Regions from separate parts of the Mus musculus genome. Here region 2 is linked to region 1. Evidence: chromatin contacts called from public promoter capture Hi-C data. All regions are on one chromosome and are shown on one strand. The core of a region is the stretch at or near the end of the contact, and the rest is flanking DNA. Distances in the headings are between cores, read along the strand shown. Region 1 holds the start of Frat2 (frequently rearranged in advanced T cell lymphomas 2). Region 2 holds the start of Dusp5 (dual specificity phosphatase 5).

Evidence for each region. Promoter capture Hi-C pulls out the DNA fragments that hold promoters and counts their contacts.
Region 2: a contact with region 1 is called in a promoter capture Hi-C map of frontonasal cranial neural crest. The contact joins the promoter of Dusp5 here to the promoter of Frat2 in region 1.

Annotation. Positions count from the first base shown.
Region 1 is chr19:41,844,031-41,850,391 of GRCm38.p6, forward strand. It overlaps Frat2 (frequently rearranged in advanced T cell lymphomas 2), which reads right to left and starts at 4,102. Exons shown (of 1, transcript NM_177603.3): 1 at 1,942-4,102. The coding sequence starts at 3,881. The coding sequence ends at 3,186.
Region 2 is chr19:53,525,594-53,531,954 of GRCm38.p6, forward strand. Dusp5 (dual specificity phosphatase 5) reads left to right here and starts at 3,552. Exons shown (of 4, transcript NM_001085390.2): 1 at 3,552-4,103. The coding sequence starts at 3,725.

The DNA.
Region 1 (6,361 bases), core at 2,852-5,351:
GGCCTTCCAGTATCGCTGAATTAGTGAGCTCAGAATTAGTGAATTCAGAGACAGACTGTCTCCATCCCCAAAATAAGGTGGAGGGTGACCAAGGAAGACATGATCATCTTTGGCCTCCACACACATGAATACATGTACTCGTGTTCAACCACAAACACATGAACCAAAAAAAAAAAAAAAAAAAAAGTTAATATAAAAGGGGTTGGGAAGAGTGCTTAGTAGCAGAGTGCCTGCCTGGCTTCTGTGAAGCTCTGGGTTCAATCTACAGCAACACACGCACAGTCACAATTTCAGTGTCTAATGGATGGTCTAACCTCAGCATCCTCGTCTCTGCAGAGTATGCCTACCACTCGGCGTATATAAATCCATAGGGTACTTACTTCCAAGAATGAGGAATTTTGGTTTGAATACTTCACCCTCCCAATCATTTAGGCAGGACTGTTCTACCAGTGAGAGAAGAGGAGCACAGGGTGGGGGTGGGGGCAGGGACTCGCTCATTATAACAAAGCCTGCAGGCGGCAGTAGAGTGATGCTGGAGTCCTCCAGCACTAGTAGGTCATCATGTTGGGTACCATAGGGGGAGATGGTACACAGCTAGAGGACTTGGTAGCAGAGGTCAGCTGTACCAAAATGTTGCTTTTTACAGGTATAAATACACAAGGAAAGCGGAGGTAAGGCCTGGGTTAAGAGTGAAATTGTCTCAAACTCAAAACAATCTCCAAAAAAGTTGTTAGGTATGACAGCATACACCTGTAACCCCAGCACTGGGGAAGGGGTATAAAAACAGAACTACCCACAGAGGCAAATCTGGGATGCATACAGGGATCCTGTCCCCCAAAGGGAAGAGTAAGTCAGGCAGTGGTGGCGCACGCCTTTAATCCCAGCACCTGGGAGGCAGAGGCAGGCGGATTTCTGAGTTTGAGGCCAGCCTGGTCTACAAAGTGAGTTCCAGGACAGCCAGGGATACACAGAGAAACTCTGTCTCGAAAAACCAAAAAACAAAAGAACTTCGATCTAATCCTTGTGACTATCCCAAATCATTCAATGACTGCCAAAGAAATGGCTCAATCTTGGGTTTTGCCAGATGTAGTGGCACAGGCCTTTAATCCCAGCACCCAGCACCCAGGAGGCAGAGGCAGGGAATAAGGCCAGCCTGGTCTACATGGCAAGCTTCAGGACAGCTTGGACGACACAGATCTTGTCTCAAAACAAACCAACGTTGGGTTCTTTCGCCCAATAGACCACGGCTGAAGGCTCCCATTCTTAGAATGTTCCCCTCCCTGCACAGCGCCTCCTTGTCCTCAAGTTCTCAAAGCATTCCCCGCCAAGCCAGACTACCCAAATTTGATGTCTAGGGCCTAAGTAGAAGGGGAGAAGCTGCCACAATCGCCATCTGATTTTCATAGGCTTTCCTAATGCATATGTGAACCCTCCATACACTGAACAAATCAATGTGTAAATGTATCAAATGCAGATAGCTGGGTGAAGTGAACACCGTTCATCCTGTAACCCCAGCAACTCAGGAAGCAGAGATAGGGAAAAATCTCTGAGTATGAGGCTAGCCTGATTGACCTACACATAGTGAGCTCTAGGCCACTGAGAACCTATCTCAGAATGTGTGTAAAAGAAAATACAAGTCGGGCATAGTGGCGCATGCCTTTAATCCCAGCACTCGGGAGGCAGAGACAGGTGAATTTCTGAGTTTGAGGCCAGCCTGGTCTACAAAGTGAGTTCCAGGACAGCCAGGGCTACACAGAGAAACCCTGTCTCAAAAAAAAAAAAAAAAAGAAAGAAAGAAAATACAGCCAGAGATACTCAAACATACCGCCTCCAGGAGTTAACTAAAGCATAGCGCTAGCCCCAGCCCCCCAGTTACCCCAAGTACAGATACCTCACATAGGTCTTCTTCCCCCTCTTAACTCCAAACAAAAACAAAGACCATTTTTTCAAAACAAAAACCAAATTTATTCAGCAGACATTTTAATTATGAATCCTATAAATCAGGACCACCACAATTTCAGACACTCCGTTGCGAAGTGTACATCAACAGCCACATCTGGAGGATGACCGAGCCATTGAATCATAAAAAAAAAAAAGTTTAGCTACCTTAAAGTTTGGGATGGCACCTGAGGTGCCCCTCGGGGTTCACAAGAGGAAAAGCCAGCATTTTCTCCTCTGGGAGTCACATTTTAAAAAAGTTTCAGTCACTCACCAAGAACTGACAGGTTTAGCAGGAGAGGCGCCCTCCAACTCTGCAGAGGGTCAAAAGAGCAGAAAAGTGTGCCCACTGCTTTCCCCCCTACACACACACACACACACACACACACACACACACCACAAACACAATGGCCGCAGGGAGATCAGGAGGTTGCTTATGACCATTTCTGAGAAAGCTGGAGCTATGGCCAAAGAGTGGCCTAGCAGAAGTAGTTCTGGAAAAGCAAAGCACAGAAACCGCAAATAACTCTTCCTACAAGGATGGCCATGTCGGCCGTGTCCTCGGGAGACTCCACGCGGTGGCAAAGGGACACTCCGGTCTGTGCTTGGCTCCAGAAAAAGACACTGGGGTGAGCGCTCCCAAGAATCCCACAACACTCCACTCTACCAACCTGACCTTGAGTTCAAGTTGGCAAGGTCGAATCAATTGCATGTCCCCATTTAAACTCATCTCTCCCCACCTTCAAGAATTCACCAACCAGGTCCCCAACCTTCATAATCACAAATTAAGCAGGGGAAAGCAAGCGTTGTCAACCCACCAACATAAATCTGCCAACTTATGTTCTTCACCCTAGAACCGCTCTGCTCTGCAATTGTAGCACCATATTCAGAAAGCTTCTGTACCCGAAAATAACGAGATCATATCTACTATTGGTTTTTCAAGTATTGTTAGAAGCCCTCCCGATTCCCGCCCCTGCGAGCCACATCTATAAACAATCCAAGCACACGATAAGGGCTAAGTCAGGTCCAAGTGGATTAAGTAGCTGCCACAGTTCAACCGGTAGATCCCAGGTCCTCGGCTGCTGGTGCTACTCAGTAGAGTCCGTTTTCTCTAACAGCCTCTCGCGGCCGGTAACTTTGAGGCTGTAGCCCGAGGGATGGACGACAGCTCCTGCTCCGCACAGTCCCGGGCAAGACACTGTTGGATCAGCGTAGCGGCGTCCTCTTCCTCCTCCAGGGATCCCCTGTCAGAGCCAGGCGCCCGAGGGCTGCAGAGTGACTGAGTCCGGTCCGCTTCGGCCACCCCCGGACCCCGGAGCGCTCGCGGGGCTCGTGGCCGCAACCGCGGCGACCGCTCGCTGGAGTCTGCGCACCGCCTCCTTGATGAGGTTTCCGGAGAGCACGAGCTGCTGCAGGAGCCGGTGCGGGTCGTCGTCGGCCGCGCGCGCTCCGCCTGCTGTCCACCGCCGCTGCTGGATTCGGTGAGAAGCCACGGAGCCGGGGAGCCACCCTCGCCGCCCCGGCCCGGGAAGCGCGCTGGCACCCGGGGCGATCTCCGCAACGCAGTAGGGCGCCGATCGGCCCCGCACACGCCCGCGCTCCCCCAGCACGCAGCGCACGGCCCCCGGAGGCGCAGGGTCCCCGGTCTCTGCTGACCCCGTCGGCCGCAGCAGCCGCCTCGCTGGGGTCCCGGTCTTGTCCGCCGACAGCGCCGCCAGGACCCGCGGAGGCGCGGGTGGGGGACCCGGGGCGGCACACGGCGAGGCCGGGCGATCGTGCGCCGTGTCCAGCTGCAGCGTCTCGCCGATCTGGACGATGAGCCGATCCACGTCGGTCGAGCCGCCCAGAGTCACCGACTGCTGCAGCAGGAGGAAGCTGTCGTCGTCCTCCTCCCCCTCTGCCTCGTCGCCGGCTTCCTCCTCCTCCTCTCTCCGGCAAGGCATGGCCCCCCGCCCGGGCCCCCGCGGCTGTGCGGGCGTCGCTGGCAGCTCGGTTGGCCGCGGGCTCGGCGAGCCGCGGCTGGGGCGGGAGCGCGGCGGAGGCCCAAGCCGGGCCAGGAGGGGGCCGAGCCTGGGGATGCGGAAGCCGGGACCACCGGGCAGAGGTACCGCGCGCCTTAGAGCCGCGGGAGCCGGAACGCTGCCGGCTTGGGTTGATTTGTAAACAATGGGTGACGTCGCGCGGCTCCTACCACCGCGCGCGACCGTGGGGGGAGACGTTCGCTAGAAGACTTAGGGGCGCGGGACGGCGCAAACCGTGCGAGACCACTGCCCACACTGTCTGCCCAGAGATAGTTTATATGGTTGCGAGCGATTCCGGGGACGGGGCACCGACTTCGCCGAGCCCAGGTCCTAGGACCTCTCGGTCCTAGGAGGCACCCTCGGCGACTGCCAATTGGCTGCTCCCACTCGCGGACACACCCCCAGCACACCCAGCCCCTCCTCTGCCGCGCCCGCTCCAGCCCCACGTGTGGGTAACGCCTGCGCTGGCCCGGGGAGGGGCGACCCCGACGGTTGGGAAGCCGACCCTGTGGTCAGAGCTTCTCAGACTTGCTCCGGTTTCTCAGAGCTACATCGAATTGACTTTTTTTGTAGTTCAAACGAAAATGTTCTCGTAACCATAGGATTCAAACGAGATTAACAGGCTTCCCCCCCCCCCCTTCATCCTCCTCTTTGTACATTATACAGCCACACACAAAAGCATTGCAGTCGCATTAAATTATAAACGCTTTTTCCGGTGACTGCACGCGCTTTGAAAACACTGTACCGATTACGTAAGTTTCCATTAAGTACTTGTAATTGTTTAAATTCCTTCAACGGTTGCTGTTTCTCTGAGTTCGCCGTTGTAGTAAGTGTGTGACTAATGCTCTTTCCCATAAAACTTTTCCAAATTTATGATTCATTTTTCAGAGTACATTCCTAAGAGTGGAGTTTTAGGTCAAAGGATAAGAGTTTTTTTTAGTTTGGCCCTTTTATTTTTTGTAATATGTATGGAAAACCTAGAACTGGGTGAATACACTCTTATTAATATGTGATATACGTCATTCATTGAAACGACTAGAATTTAGTCATTGAAAACCTTATTGTGTATATGAGTCATGTTACAGGTGAAATTGACATTTTTCAGTTTGCCTGTTATATATATATATATATTTTTTTTTTGGTTTGGTTTGGTTTTGGTTATGGTTATTTATCTATTTATTTTGGTTTTTCGAGACAGGGTTTCTTTGTGTATCCCTGACTGTCCCGAAACTCACTCCGTAGACCAGGCTGGCCTCGAACTCAGAAATCCACCTGCTTCTGCCTCCCAAGTGCTGGGATTAAAAGCATGCGTCACCACTGCCTGGTTGGTTTTTTTTTTTTTTTTTAGACTGGGTTTCTCTGAGTAGCCCTGCTGTCCTGGAACTCACCCTGTAGACCAGGCTGGCCTCAAACTCAAAGATCTGCCTGCCTCTGCCTCCCAAGTGCTGGGAGCATCCTGGCTAGCTTCCTTTGAGACTTCTTTTTTTTTTTTTTTTTTTTTTCTTTTTTCGAGACAGGGTTTCTCGGTATAGCCCTGATAGCCCGGGCTGTCTTGAAACTTACTCTGTGGACCAGGCTGGCCTCGAACTCAGAAATCCACCTGCCTCTACCTCCCAAGTGTTGGTATCAAAGGCGTGTGCCACCACGCCATTCTAACAATGGTAGATCTAGTCTCCCTACCTTGTTGCTGTTATTTGGAGGGTTTTGTTTCTTTCTCAAATCCATCCGTAATTTTTTTTCTTTTTGTTTTTTTTCGATTGGTCTTTGATTCAGGGAGATGAGATGAAATTAATTTTCTCCCCTCCCTTCCCCCTCGGCTTGCCAACCAGGGCAATATTTCCTGGTTGAAACAGAGGAGTGTGGTCGTTACACAGAGGCTGTGTCCTGAGTTTCCAGATGCTGGGAACTGGTGGGTATGAAGGATGGGTGGGGCTGGAAATATTCTGATCTGTCTTATGGGAACCAAAAGAGCTCTAAACAGGTTGTACAAAGACCTAGATTCAAGTCTCATCCCTACTACAAACTGGGTGTGGGACTCCTGGCCAATCAGTTTACAGGTGTTTTCACTTGTAAAATGGAAAAAAAAAAAAAAAATCCCTGCCCTGCCTCCTTTGGAGATTGTTTTCAGGATCAAACGAGGTGATGGGAGCAGGCTTTGTCAGGCATTACACAAATGTACTGTGGGATTAGGCCCAGTGCTTTACTGACTCTGGGCTCTCTTCCAGCAATTTCCCTGGGGAAAGAGCTAATATCTTAATAATAAATGTTATCCCCTGAGCCCACTAAGTAATGCAGACCCTGAAGGCAATCCCACTAGGGCCGGAATGGCCCTTAGAATCCTAGACTTTGTGCTATCTGTCGACTCTGCCCTGGAATGGGTTAGGGACTTCCTGAAAGCACTC
Region 2 (6,361 bases), core at 2,302-4,801, about 12 Mb after region 1:
CCTTGTGTGTCTCCATCACATCCCTGTGTGTCTCCATCACATCCCTGTGTCTCCATCACATCCTTGTGTGTCTCCATCACATCCCTGTGTGTCTCCATCACATCCCTGTGTTTCCATCACATCCCTGTGTCTCCATCACATCCCTGTGTCTCCATCACATCCCTGTGTGTCTCCATCACATCCCTGTGTGTCTCCATCACATCCCTGTGTCTCCATCACATCCCTGTGTGTCTCCATCACATCCTTGTGTGTCTCCATCACATCCCTGTGTCTCCATCACATCCTTGTGTCTCCATCACATCTCTGTGTCTCCATCACATCCCTGTGTGTCTCCATCACATCCCTGTGTCTCCATCACGTCCCTGTGTCTCCATCACATCCCTGTGTGTCTCCATCACATCCCTGTGTGTCTCCATCACATCCCTGTGTGTCTCCATCACGTCCCTGTGTCTCCATCACATCCCTGTGTGTCTCCATCACATCCCTGTGTGTCTCCATCACATCCCTGTGTCTCCATCACATCCCTGTGTGTCTCCATCACATCCCTGTGTCTCCATCACATCCCTGTGTCTCCATCACATCCGTGTGTCTCCATCACATCCGTGTGTCTCCATCACATCCCTGTGTCTCCATCACATCCCTGTGTCTCCATCACATCCCTGTGTCTCCATCACATCCCTGTGTCTCCATCACATCCCTGTGTCTCCATCACATCCCTGTGTCTCCATCACATCCCTGTGTCTCCATCACATCCCTGTGTCTCCATCACATCCCTGTGTCTCCATCACATCCCTGTGTCTCCATCACATCCCTGTGTCTCCATCACATCCCTGTGTCTCCATCACATCCCTGTGTCTCCATCACATCCCTTTGTCTCCATCACATCCATGTGTCTCCATCACATCCCTGTGTCTCCATCACATCCCTGTGTCTCCATCACATCCCTGTGTCTCCATCACATCCCCTTGGACCTTTTCTTTCTAAATCTTCTCCCATTCACGTGACTTCTTTCCAGCTGTAACCACTGCCTGCCAAGTTCAAGCAAGTCTTTACCGGCTCAGGCCTGGATTATCCATGAAAACTTGCTGTCCCTGTCCCTGACCTCAGTCTGGATCCCACTCCCACTCTCAGATAAAGCCTCCATCCTCCACAGAGCCACTTCCCTGATGACCTCAAATGGTAATTCAACCAGGTCACTAGGACCCAGTGCATAAGGTCCAAATGTCTCAAATTCTCTTTAGTTTTTAAGAATGGGACACATTTTCATTGGCTCCAGTGGGAAAAGACAAATGGGTTGGGCAGTGTGTAGCCTGAGACATCAGGCCTCGTGGGACAAGGTGACAGGATATTTTCTTTGTTGTAGCTTCCAGGTATGTAATTCATGCCTCTTGAAGGAGGGCAATCCAGATTGGCTGGTGTGCAATTCTAGGACCTTAGTGTGAGCCACCGTGAGCTGAACTTTCAGGGGAGCAATCTCTGCTGTGTAGATTGGGGCAGTCTGGTCCTAGGTGAGGGTCTCAGGGTTACTAGGCTGTGCCTCTATGGTACCATTCCAACCTGGCCTAACCTGCATCATGATTTCAGGGCAGCCTGCAGCTCTCTAGGAAGAAGGTGCCACCCAGAATGTTTCATGGGCTGTGGGGATGGTGGGTGAAGCCTCAGACGCTGAGTTTGATCTGTAGGTCCCTCATGGTGGAAGGAAAGAAAGGGTCCCTTGTAAACTGACCTCTGACCCCCCCCCCCCCACACACACACACATGCAAACTGACAAAGTAAATAAACAGAAGCACAATGAAGTGAAGACAAAACCATGGGTTTGCAGAAGTGTTAATTTCTCTCTTCTGAGGGGGAGTCTTTCAAACACCTCCAGGCATAACAGGCTGGGTTGTTTCCTTCACAGCAAGTGGTTTCTACTCATTCTTGGAAGTTTGTCTCAGCTCTCATCGGCTGAGAAACTTTCTCCACTTCCACCACAGCCCACACACCATGGGTGTGCAGACACAGACACTTACAGAGGCCCGAGATGGGACCAGGCCTCCTCCCTGGGCTGGGGCTGATGGATTGGAGTCCTGCTTCCAGCCGTGTTACCAAGCGTCTAACACAAGACTGGCTGGTGCCGGTGCTGGGTATTCTTCGTGAGGCTTGAGATGAAAGACGTGGGTGGAGCCTGCTAGCTACAGCTTTGGTGTTTTTTTGTTTGTTTGTTTGTTTTGTGTGGGGGGTGGGGTGGGTGCGGGCGTCTATATTGCTTAGATTGGCCTCGGGTTTTTGATATTTTTTTCTCAGTCTCAAAGATGCTAAAATTACAGGCCAGCCACTGAATACTCAGGACAGAGTATACAGTGATTGAATCGATTGCTTGAATGAAGATATGACCCAGAAGCAATGCCAGCCATTATTGTTGCTGGGCTGATTGATTGGATAGCAGAATGTGATTTCTGCTTTCTCCTTAAAAAAAAAAATCTCATCCACTTATGGGGGCTGTAAATGGATGCAAGGGTTTGGTTTGTTTTGTTTTCCATGAAAAGATAACAGTGAAATAGTTGGCAAAGGATTTGTAGGCAGAACGCATTTGCATCCCACGTGCCCTGACAGCTAGCAGAGCCCTCAGTAAATACTTGCAGAGGGGACAAATCACACTTAATTTTCCGGGAATGGGGGCAGGCAGCATGAAGCTCCCGAGAGAATAGCGGGGGCAGACAGCCTGGGATTACATTTTATCCACCATAATCCCACAAATCCAGAAGCCACCCGGACAACAGTTTAACTGGACTGAGCCTTACAGCTCCCCACAAGCTGCCCAGAACCACAGAGCTCCCGAGTCGGTGTATTGTTCGGGGGTGGGGGTGGGGCTTTTTGTTTTGTTTTGTTCTTTGAGGCAGGGTCTCACTATGAAGCTCGGGTGGTACATTGGAGAGAGCAATCTTTGGAGAGAGCCAAAAGGGGACTGTCAATCATCCGAAGTAGAATCCACTTGACGTCTCCGGCTCACCCATTCACAACTCCTCCTTTTTACTCTCAGGAACTTTTATTACGGAAAATTAAAAGGTAACAAAAGTGGGGGTAACGTGTTAGAAAGAAGCCCCCAGTATCAAGATGACCAAGCCACGCCGCATCTCGGCTCATCTCAGAGGCTAAATCTCCTTGCAAACGCAGACACAACCGGGAGCGACCGGAATCCGGGATTCACCGGGAGGCCCCAGGGGCTCCGTAGCGCGGCCACGGTCACCTCCTCTTCCCGCACGGCGTGGGTCACCTCGGCCTGGTGGCGTTCCTGACACTCCACCGGTAGTCCGGGGTGATGCGTGAGTGAGTCTCTCGGCGCCGGGCCCCCCGAGAGAGGGAGCGATCGCCCGCCACTTCCTCTTTCTCGCTCTAAGACGCCCTCTCTCCAGCCTGCTCCTTGGGTGGAGGCGGGTGCCCGCAAGCTCCACCCATGGGCGTGGTCAGCCAGGGGGCGGGGAAATACCCATATTTGGCCTTATATGGGCACTCACGTCACAGGACGCGCACTCATTCACATAAAACGCTGCGCTGCCGGCGGAATCCCCAGCTTTCTGGGGCAGCGAGCGGCGGGGCCGGGAGCCCAGCGAGCGGGGCGTGGAGAGCGTCGCGCGGCCCCTCGCGCCGGGCTCCGTTTGCAGGCCACAGCCCCCGCGAGGTGGCCCGCCCGTCCTCTGGCAGCTGTGGGGCGCGCAGCGTCGGGCCGCTGGGTGGCAGCGGCATGAAGGTCACGTCGCTCGACGGGCGCCAGCTGCGCAAGATGCTCCGCAAGGAGGCGGAGGCGCGCTGCGTGGTGCTCGACTGCCGGCCCTACCTGGCCTTCGCCGCGTCGAGCGTGCGCGGCTCGCTCAACGTCAACCTCAACTCGGTGGTGCTGCGGCGGGCCCGGGGCGGCGCGGTGTCGGCGCGCTACGTGCTGCCCGACGAGGCGGCCCGCGCTCGGCTGCTGCAGGAGGGCGGCGGCGGTGTGGCGGCGGTGGTCGTGCTGGACCAGGGTAGCCGCCACTGGCAGAAGCTGCGGGAGGAGAGCGCCGCGCGCGTCGTGCTCACCTCGCTGCTGGCCTGCCTGCCCGCCGGCCCGCGGGTCTACTTCCTTAAAGGTGAGTTCGTCCGGGAGCAGACTGCCCTTTGCCACCCTCCCTTGCTCCCCTGCACCCTGTGTTACCAGGCCCCAGGGTTACCTCCCTGCATGGGAACTCTGGACCGGAGAAAGTCACCACTTGCGGGAGTATGCACCCCGGGGTTTGACGTGCGCTTGGGAGGTCCTTGCAACACGTCAGCGCCCAGGGCTTCCTTCTCCCCACCCGCCTTTCCTCGAAAGCGTCTGGCATCCTGTCTGTCCTCTGGGTTGGGTGGGCTGGGAAGGTGCTGCGGGCGGTGCTCCCTAATAGTTCCGGGGGCCCAGAGCTCATGCTGGTCATTGGCGCCGTTGGCAGGCCACGGGGGTCGGAACCTTTCTGTACAGATCAGCGCGATCAAACAAGTTGAGACCCTCCCCCAGGAGAGTGGCGCCGCGGTGTCCCCTTTCTTCCCGCCTAGACAATTAGAGCACGTTAGGCTGTGTCTTGGTGGGCCTCTTGCCTTTTTGACCCTGGCAAGTCCCTCCCCTTCCTCTCCCTTTATTGCTTTTTATTGTTATCCTCCAGCCTCCTCCTCCTCCTCTCCCCAAATAGGCCGTTCTCAAGCTTAATTTGGGAACTGACAGCTTTCCCACCCCTTTCATCCTGTCATCCCCAGCAGGGGATTATCCTCAGAGACTACCAACCGGCCAACCTAGTTAAGAGAGGTGCTGCAGAGGCTGCAAAGATTCAGAGGAGATTCTGAGGCCTTTGATTTTAGGCCTCCGAGAGCTGCCTGCAGGCCCGACTTATTTCACCTGCTGTCGAGATAACTTTGGCTTCCGGTTGTGGGTGTGTGATTACTCTCAAACCCCACATCATTGATTTCTGGGTCATTTCCTGTGACTGCTCCTGCCTTCTAACCTCAAAAGTATGGGAACACTGGCCTGGGTGCAGGGGAGAGAGCTCTCAGATAGGGCCCCAAAACTCTGATGACTTGTCCAGGAACTCTGTTACGGTTCAGAATTCAGGTGCAGTGAGCTGAAGACCCAGTGTCAAAGCCATGCAAGTTGGAATTTCACACACTGTAGGCCAGGAAGATCCCAAGGCAAGTGGGTAGCTTCCCAGCTAATTAACACCTCTTGCTAACTGTTCCTTGTTGATCCCATTGGGAGATAACAGGTGGATGTTGCTGCAGCCCAGCTGCAGAATCTGCAAGGGTGGGTGGCCTTTTCTAAGCTCTGCAGCGGTCTCTCTCTCACTGTTAAAAAAATGAGGTAACATGTGTCCAGGTGACAATCTGAATAGCCCCAAGGGTGTTTAAGGAGATGTGTGTCTTCAGCCCACCCTAAAACCTAGTTCCTCCCCAGAAGCAACACCAATGAATTCTTCTTGGATAGTGTCTCCCATGGATGGCTTTTAAAAACAGATTGAGCCCATGTCATACCAGATCCTGCCTCTTTTCTTGGAGATCTTGGAGACATCCGTGTTGCTGCATGGTAGTGCCTTCGTCATAACCACTAGGCTGCTTCCAGTCTGGCTGTGTGAAAAGCCGTTACGGAGAGGGTAGATGTCCTTGCCGGTTGCTCTGGCATTGTGGGGTCTTGTCCTTCATTCAGACCGTGAAAGCTTAAGCGTGAAAGAGATATGCCTATGGTATTTGATAGATATTGCTGCCCTTATGACACCACTGAAGTTCAAACTGTGACAAAGAGTCCCTTTCTCTTAAATAGAGCACCCCAGATGTGCATTCGGCTCTGATTTAGTGGCGCTGGGTGTTGGTGCCAGGCCCCTTATACTTCCTACAGTTCCGTCTCCCACTGAAAGGAGATGCTGAAGACCAGTTAGGTGGCTGGGGCTTGCTTCTATAGAGTGCCTGTGCGCTGGCTCTCTGTTCCTTTGGCAACACAGTGATGATTGAAAGTAGACTCACTCTGGAGAAGGTTGAAGCGGCCTGAGGAATTGCTAGCACTCTTGCAATCCGAGTGAGGCACAAGTGAGCCAGCAGAGAGGAATGCTCTGTCTCCACACCTCCGATGGGAGTGGGCGGAAGGCAGAGACCTAATCTCCTGACCCCAGCCTGAAGAGGCAAGCCCTGTGTGCTCTGCCCGTTTCGTGTTAGGTTGTAAGCAACACCTCTTTCTGCCCCTCCTGCCCGCCATCTCTAAATGGTCTGTTTAAAGCCCAGAGACGAGGCAGCCCTATAAGGCCTCTCTTCCTTTAGTTTGGTAGTGCTTGGGCTAGTTTTTCTCCAAATGCCTACAAACCTCTTATTTTGTTTCCTGGAACCCAAACTGTTG